2 separate regions of the Xenopus laevis genome follow, and region 1 is linked to region 2. The links are chromatin contacts, called in public Hi-C maps. All regions are on one chromosome and are shown on one strand. The core of a region is the stretch at or near the end of the contact, and the rest is flanking DNA. Distances in the headings are between cores, read along the strand shown. Region 1 has its middle 9.8 kb from the start of prdx4.L. Region 2 holds the start of cdkl5.L (cyclin-dependent kinase-like 5).

Evidence for each region. A called contact is a pair of places that touch in the nucleus more often than the background predicts.
Region 1: a Hi-C map of the XL177 cell line shows a contact between it and region 2, with 6 times the contacts expected there. A contact is called at or near these places in 2 of 4 Hi-C or Micro-C datasets (the XL177 cell line and the XTC cell line).

What each region holds. Positions count from the first base shown.
Region 1 is chr2L:41,471,059-41,475,762 of Xenopus_laevis_v10.1, forward strand. No RefSeq gene overlaps it. Among protein-coding and RNA genes, the nearest start is that of prdx4.L, 9.8 kb to the right of the region's middle.
Region 2 is chr2L:41,278,232-41,282,902 of Xenopus_laevis_v10.1, forward strand. It overlaps cdkl5.L (cyclin-dependent kinase-like 5), which reads left to right and starts at 1,343. Exons shown (of 19, transcript XM_041581756.1): 1 at 1,343-1,512.

The DNA of each region.
Region 1 (4,704 bases), core at 1,848-4,347, 190 kb after region 2:
GTTACGTTTGCTACTTTCACACTTCTCTTTCTAAATCATCCAAATCTTTCTGGAGAAGTAAAGGAACGGCAAAGCAATGTCATTATAGCAGTAAAATGTCAATAACATCCCGTTAAAATATTAATATATCAATGATTTCTTCTTCATTTTGCCAGCCAGCCAGACATACTTCCTCTTCCCATAGAAAATAACTGTATTTGAGATGGTGACGTTCATTTCAGCTATATTTTGGTTAAAGAAATATATATAGAGAGAAGAGAGTGAGAGAGAATGTGAAATTTCCCTTGTAAATGGAAGTTTTATAATAATAAGTGGAAGCTTTTTGGAGTTTTTTCCAACTTTGATGCAAAATTATTTTTTTTATTATACAAGTGTATATTTTTGGTGACTTAACCTGTCCCACTATGTTTATTATGGATTTCTGTATAATTCCATGAGTTGTTACTGCTCCTATTCTTGTGCACACTGATGTCCCTTGGTAATGACACTTCCCTCTACCCTCCCAGACTCTGGAAGTATATATATATATATATATACATATATATATATATACACACACACACATATATATATATATATATAAATCAGCCTATTGGGTTTATTTAATGTTTACATGATTTTCTAGTAAACTTTCTGGTTCCCTGTACTATGGCTGAAGCAGAGAACTAATCAGCAACTGAAAGCTCATATTTTATACTTCAATAGTATAGTATAAATTAGCCAATAGGAGTTATCATGTACTATACATTTTCTGAGCAATATCTGTCACAACACTGAGATGAACATATTCTAAGCAACTCTTTATTTGATCTTCATTATGCTTCTATTTTTAGCCTTTTTGTTCTTCTTGTTTTTCTGTCCTGCCACTGAAAATGCTATTGGGGTCACTTTCCTTGTGTGAGGTTTCGGTTTTATTCATACAAGTATGGAACGTGTTATCCAGAATGCTCAGGTTTTTCCTGGAATAAAGAGTATTTATATAATTTGTATCTCTATATCTTAAGTCTACTTAAAAGTCATTTAAATATTAAATAAACTCAATGAACTGGTTCTTCTTCCAATAAGGATTAATTATATCTTAGTTTGGATCAAGTACAAGGTACTGTTTTATTATTATTATTTATTATTTTGCTGGTTATTAAAAGAAATATATGTCCTTGGAAAGTATCCTTAAGGATTAATGAACTGCATTGACCATTTCTCTTGGTTTCGTAGCCTACTTTTCAGCACTTGCCTTCCTCAGGTGGGAATTGCTGAAGAGCCAGATTTGCAGGGGCTGCTCTGGATCTGTCAAAGACCTGGCAGCAGAGCTATCAATCAATGCACTGGGATGGCAGTAATGAACAATATTCTTCTAGAATGTCAGGGCTGTATGGACTCCAACGGTGCACATTAAAAAGAAAGGTTTATTAGTAAGAAAAGAACAACTGTTACATGACTTTATAATCTGCTGTTCTATGATAATTATGTGAGCGGAAGGCAGAAAAACAAGTATTTTTAATGATCAAACTCTTGTGCACAGCAGAATGGACCATCCAACCTGGAAAACTTGGCCAGCCAATCCCCCACATCAAAATGTGCATTGGGATAGAAGCAAACCTTGAATACAAAGGGCCTGCACAACCCATAGTAAATCCATCTGTCAAACCCAGGCACAAGTAATGGGTCCAAACTGCTTAATGTCCATGGATATCAGATCATTTTGTGGCATGTGCCCACATAGTGTGAAATCTCCCCCATAAAATGAAGTTCTATAAATAGGGCAAAGTTTAATGGTACAAATACAATTATACAAGGTATACTTTACTAAAAAAAATACTAAATAATATAGGAAATAAAAATGTAATGCTGTAGAGGTATTGGATCCGTTATCCAGAAAGCTCTGAATTACACAAAGCTCATCTCCCATAGACTCCATTTTATTCAAATAATCCAAATTTTTTAATAATAAAACAGTACCTTGTACTTGATCCCAACTAAGATATAATTAATCCTTATTGGAAGCAAAACCAGCCTATTGGGTTTATTTCATGTTTAAACACATTTCTAGTAGACTTAAGGCATGAAGACCCAAATTACGCAAAGATCCGTTATCCAGAAAACCCCAGGTCCCGAGCATTCTGGATAACAGGTCCCATACCTGTATATTTGCACTGTTATAATTAGATAAAAACATTATGTAATGCAATTGTTTATAACAATTAGTGGGTTATCTGTGATGAGATATACAGTAGAACCCCATTTTATGTTTTTCAGGGGACCAGGAAAAAATGTAAAATCAGAAATGTGTTAAAGTAACGTTTTCTTCAAGTACTGAAAGGATATAAGCAAATGAGTCTGTTTTACTTTGAGATACAATATTTACTGTGTTAATAACAAGGGTGGCATGTGCAAGACTCTCTGTCAGTCACATACACAACCTAAAGCAATAAGTGATTGGTGCAGGACTGTATAAGGGCAGACTTATTGGAATTCACCATTTACAGGCAGAACCATGGCAAATTATATATCTGGTTAATATTTTAAACCTATTTATTTCACAAATAATAACATTCATAGCAGAAAAAAAAGCAGTTTTTGGGAACACCAGGACAACATTTTGTCATACAATCTGGGGAAACATTAATTAAAATCAGGGAAATGCATTATAAATTGGTGGGACCACAAATGAAAAAATGTATAATACGGGAAAACTTAAAGTCAAGGTTAGGGATGGGCGAATTTGACCCGTTTCGTCAAAAATTTGCCGGCGGCGAAATGACGCACAACGCCATACAAGTATATGGGCGTCATTTCCGAGGCGAAAAAATTCACCCATCTTAAAATTGAGTTTTCACTGTATACAGAAGAATATTGTTTAAATTATTTTTTTTTAGTAGCCTTAAAGTATGGAGATCCAAATTACGGAAAGATCCCCTATTGGGAAAACCACAGGTCCCGAGCATTCTAGATAACAGGTCCCATACCTGTACAATCAAACCGATGGGCTTGTATAAGGCAGCAATAGTCAGGTTATAGTGTGTTAGGAGAAGCAGCACCATCTAGTGATCTCAAGTGAGAAGAGGATATTCTGCAGCAGCGAGCGTGATCTCTGATTTGAATCCAAATATGCTGAGAATGAATTTCTTTACGCAGAGCCGTTGGAGTTTCCGGGCAGGTGAGAGTAAATGTGGGTAACGTCGCTGTGTCTGAGGCCTCAGTCCTCACTGATATTGCTGTATTCCAGGAAGTGCACAGGATGTACAGGAAGTAGTCACAGATTCATAACAACATTCCTACATATCACTGAATTCTATTCAGGCCCTCCATGTTACAGTACTAAAAACTATGCATTATATGAAATATGTTCTTATCTGCTAATTGTATAGCACAGACACGTTTATGCAGCTCTTTATAGAGATTATATGTCCCACCTTCCACAACCCCCACCCATTTATGACCCACAAATTACACTGTTACATCTCTTAGGCTCCCCCTCTGCCACTACGCCCCTTACAGCAATACCCCCTGTGCTCCCCTGATGGTGGTCCTTTATCCTAGTATCCTTTATCCTAGTAGCACTTTATACTGTAAATATGGTCATTCATATATAAATACCTTGTCTCAGCACTGTACACACAGCATATTCACTCCTCCTAAAGTGCTCCAGTACTGTGCAGCCTCCATACATCCTATTTTAATGCCCCCCAGTGGTAGTACATTACTGTATAGTTAGGAAGTAGGTGAAATGTACTGCACATTATACATATTTCCTAACTATTCCCTTTTTTTGTGCACAATGAAAAACCCACATAAAAATAGTTTCTATACATACAGTTAGGTCCATAAATCTTTGGACAGAGACAACTTTTTTCTAATTTTGGTTCTGTACATTACCACAATGAATTTTAAATGAAACAACTCAGATGCAGTTGAACTGCAGACTTTCAGCTTTAATTCAGTGGGTTGAACAAAAAGATTGCACAAAAATGTGAGAAACTAAAGCCTTCTTTTAACACAATCACTTCATTTCAATTGGACAATTGACTCAAAGGCTATTTCATGGGCAGGTGTGGGCAATCCATTTGTTATGTCATTATCAATGAAGCAGATAAAAGCCCTGCAGTAAATTTGAAGGGGAGGGCTTGTATGTGGAAGATTTTAGACAACATGCGGTCAAAGAAACTCTCCATGCAGGTGAAACAAGCCATCCTTAAGCTGCATAAACAGAAAAACTCATCCGAGAAATTGCTACAATTTTAGGAGTGGCAATATCTAGTTTGGTAAATCCTGAGAAAGTAAGAAAGCACTCGACGTCCACGGAAGATTCAGTGGTGGATGATCGCAGAATCATTTCCATGGTGAAGAGAAACCCCTTCACAACAGCCAAACAAGTGAACAACACTCTCCAGGAGGTAGGTGTATCGATATCCAAGTCTACCATAAAGAGAAGACTGCATGAAAGTAAATACAGAGGGTGCACTGCATACTCATAAGTATCAAGAATTCAAAGGCTAGATTGGACTTTGCTAAAACACATCTAAAAAAGCCAACACAGTTCTGGAAAAACATTCTTTGGACAGAGACAAGATAGACTTCTACCAGAATGATGACAAGAAAAAAGTATGGAGAAGGCGTGGAACTGCTCATGATCCAAAGCATACCACATCATCTATAAAACATGGCGGAGGCAGTGTGATGGCTTGGGCGTGCATGGCTGCCAGT
Region 2 (4,671 bases), core at 93-2,592:
GCACTTCGCCAGGCGTAGTTTCGCCAGCGCTACACAAATTCACTAAAATGCAAAGTTGCACTCAGGGAGGCGAACGGTAGCGAAGTTAATTTGTCAAGCAAAGCGAAGTTACGCTAGCGATGCCTAATTTGCATACAGCGCCAAGTTAAAGTACAATGGACGTATATTGTAGCAGCAAATACATTACACTACACAAGCCAGAGAAATCTTCATAAGATAAAATAGAGTTGTTATTTTGCCCTACACATGTGCCCACTGTATAGTTTAGGTGCCATATGTTAGGAAATGTAGGGGGGAAGGAGGGTACACCCAAAAAAATTTACGATCTTTTTCAGCCTATCACCCTTAAAAAAGTAAAAGACGCCAGTGTTTTTTTGGACATAGTAAAAATGTCAACTTTTTTTTGAAGCAATCCCTATCTACTCTACCTCCTACCTACTGGTCTGAGGTGGCGAAGGCAAGTCTGGCGCAAGAGGTAACGTTCAGTAAAATGCGCAACTTAGTGAATTAGCGTAATTACAGATGAAGCCACTTGGATTTGTGAGTTAAATGCGTCATGACTCAGGGGTAATTGAAGAAACTGTGTTATCTTAAGTCATCTTAACTCATTTAATGCATTTAACCTTTTCATTAGCATACCAAAGCTCCATTGTTCACAATGGTGAATGCTTTAATTAGATGGGTTGTTGTGACACAGTTTTCTGTGTTAAATGAGATAAATGGGATATCTGTGTTTAGTTATTCTGTGTCAAACAGACAAACCAAAGTGGCTGCATCTGTACGTCCGTTTGGCCAGAGCACAACTTCGTCTGGCGTAAGGGTGAGAAGTAGCGCTAGAGTAGGTCCACTTCGCTAGCGAATTTACGCCTGCCTCCGTTAGTAAATCGGCGCAGTAATGAAACGACGCTGGTGAATTTGCGCACATGTTCTGGCCCCGCCTCCTCCCTCTGCCAGTCAAGTAGCTGTGAGGCGGGGTTTGCAAACTGCATCCATTCCCGTCATATGTGGCCTCACATCTCCTTACACAGAGCTAGGCTGCTGCACACATTATGTCAGTGCTTCTCTCTTTTTATCTATCTCTCCGTCCTTTGTTATTGCGTTGCTGCCTGACAGGGAAAGGCTGCTGTTTCCATCTCTCCGCATACGCGCAACACACCTTACCACTTCAGAATCCAACCTGTCTATTGGCTCTCAAAGCGTTCACTCACGGAGCGAGCGTCATCACTGGTGGCTGGGAATCACGGCGGTCCGGCATTCTGTTGCTGTGGATACCTGGCTGTTGCGGAAGGAGTGGGAAGGTATTGGTGCAGAGGGCTGTCATAAACTGTGGGCGGGCCAATGGATAGGGCGGAGTTAAGACAGAAGTGGGCATGGGTCTGTTTTTTTATTTCTCTCCTGCCTTTGGTATTGAGTTGCTGCCTGATAGGGAAAGCAGCAGTAGCAGCAGCAGCATCAGGCAAGCGAAGGAGGAGGTGGGGAGAAGATCCTCGGGCAGAGCAGGGAGGAGAGGAGGTGAGTGACAGTATAGTCAACAGGAGTGGGGCTTCCCTGCCCCCTGGGCCTGAGGATCCCCCCCTATACATGTTGCATGTCAGTGCCCCTCTCCAACTCACCCACTGTTCTCTTCCCTGCAGCTTGGCTCTGCCATCAGCACCCACCCTGTAGAACCCAATGAAGCTCATCACATCTTTCTTGTATTGCCAGAAGCCTGGTCATATATACTCAGCCCTCCTGCAGAGCCCTCCAGCCAACAGCACTTCCAAAGCATCCACAGGGTGATGTCTATAGAGATCAGCTGACAGCCCTGTCCCTTCCATCCCCAATGATCCTGTCCAACACCTGCTTATTTATTGCTGCAAAAATTGTTAGAGCCCACCACCGAGAAGCACCCAGACCACTAACACCCGGTCTTTACAAGCAGCACCGGTCACTAACCTATAAACACACTATCTCTTCACCCAAGCCTATTGACCCCTCATCCTCCAAGCTGCAACCAAGCCTATTGACCCCTCATCCTCCAAGCTGCACCCAAGCCTATTGACCCCTCATCCTCCAAGCTGCACCCAAGCCTATTGACCCCTCATCCTCCAAGCTGCACCCAAGCCTATTGACCCCTCATCCTCCAAGCTGCACCCAAGCCTATTGACCCCTCATTCTCCAAGCTGCACCCAAGCCTATTGACACCCCATCCTCCAAGCTGCACCCAAGCCTATTGACCCCTCATTCTCCAAGCTGCACCCAAGCCTATTGACCCCTCATTCTCCAACCTGCACCCTAGCTTGCCAACCCCAGTTCTACCTTCCCTGTATTACTGCAGTCAGAGCACCTGGGAGCATCCCTCTGCATATTCTCTATCAGATCATGAAGCTGCCATGCTAATCACTGCTGCCTATGTATCCCTGCCCTTCTTATCAGCTGTATCTGAAACACACTGGCATTTAATAGCGAGCACAAGGCTTAGTCTCCCTCAGACCATCCCTCCCCATTCATCTATACCATAGGTAAGGTAGACGGGGCTTCACTAATAATTTCTATTGATCTGACTGCTTTATATCAACAAGCTTTTAGTTTAGAGGCATTTCTATTGTATTGTGCAGGAATGTGAGGGTAGCTAAAAACTGCCATTTTGCCAACCTGGCTGTTGCTGGAGATGTGTCCTATTTTTACACCATGGAAGATGCTGTTTCTTTCTCTCTCGCTGGTGGGTAGCATGAGTAATGCTGGATGGCATCTTGCAGTTAGGACATATTGTACATTAGGTGGGCAGCACTATTAAGTCCTTATGTCTATACTGTTTATAATAGGGGGTTTTCTTCCCCGTCATTGCGCTTTAGCAGCATGTGAGGCGCTTTTATCAGGGGATGGAGTAAAGAACAGCAATTTCCTAAGAATAAAAAAGAAGCCTAGGGAATAAACCATTCTTTTCTATGATGCCTATTATACGTTAGATACATGTTTCATCTGTTGTTTCTGTTTCTTGTACATGCAGTTATTTTCGGCAGTTTTTAAGCCACCTGATATAGTTTTAAGATGAGTTTACCTACTATGCCAGGGCTAGTGATCTACAAAAACGAAATCTAGTAGTAGATGGGCTGGTTGTGGCTACAAATGACATTGATTGAAATTGATTGATTTTTCGTTTTGGGCTTATTATTATTTTTTAGCTATTTTCCCTCTGCTCCATTTTGTTCCTGCGAACGGAATCCTAGATTTTATTCAATAAATCACCGTATATTGGATTTATGCATGTTTCATTGCTGAAATATTGTTTAACAATGTTGTGTATTTGATATGTGACATGTTTAGTTCCATAAGTAATCTGTATTTGTTTCTGCTTGTCAGCAGCTCTGTGGGCTGGGAAATTTACACACCCCATTGGTATTTTGTTTTCACTATAGGGAAAGCTATCCAGGTATCCTTCACACAGCTGCCTTGTAATTGATGGGAGTGAAAATGATGCATTATAAATCACTATACCATATGCCCTATATACAGTAGCAAGTCCAAAGATTAAGTTATAGTACATACTTTGTATCTGACAGACTAGAACTAAAGATGAGGGATATGATACATGATTATTGAAGTACATGTTTGGGATCTGTTACCCGGAAACCCATTATCCAGAAAGCTCCAAATTACAGAAAGGACATCTCCCATAGACTCCGTTTTCATACCTCTCAACATTTGGAAAAGAGAAAGTGGGACAAAAACATTTGGTGCATGTAGCTCTGAAATTTTTTTTGGACCAACTGTTTTATGGCCACACCCCCTAAATACCACATCCTTTTTACAAAATTTGACAGGTTTTGGAAAATTTCAACACATTTCTGGGGGGTTTAGGGTCAGGTTTTACAGTATGTGTTATTACAGTTTTGCGAATCAAGGTGAATTGCTGCAAGTCACAGTTTCCCCAAGAGACCTGTTTACCTTAAATAGTTACAATTGTTTCTTTGCTTATCTTAAATTGTTACAAATGTATATAAGTGCACCAGCCATTCTGGGCTTTCTGCCAAAAGCCTCCGTTTTAGAAACTTTGTATCTTTTTCTGGCTGTTCAGTGCAGGAAATCAAAGAGAAAGTCGGGACATTTCTGTAACTGGGGACTGCGGATTGAGCTGTCAAAATCGTGACTGTCCCGCAAAAAACGGGACAGTTGGGAGATATGCATTTTATCCAAAAAATCTAAGATTTTAAAAATAATTTCCTTTTTCTTTGTAATAATAAAACAGTACTTTATATTTCATCCAAACTAAGATTTGTGTTCCTTATTGGAAGCAAAACCATCTTGTTGGGTTTATTTAATGTTTACATCATTTTCTAGTCGACTTAAGGTATAAAGATCCAAATGACGGAAAGATCCGTTATCCGTAAAACCCCAGATCCCTAGCATTCTGGATAAAAGGTCCTATACCTGTACACGTCATTTTAACGCGTGCTGAAAATAATGGTTCTATAATCTATTATATTGTATACTCTCTAATATTATCAGCCTCACATTAGGTATCTCTACTGTAATACAGTGGTTTTGCATGAATTCTGTGTGATATCAAATTGATATCACACAGAATTCATGATAAACCTTATCAACACTAAATTAATCCAAAGATAAATATGTGGAATGTTTACCTTAATGCCATGAGACAATACTTACATTATTATATTTATTATCATT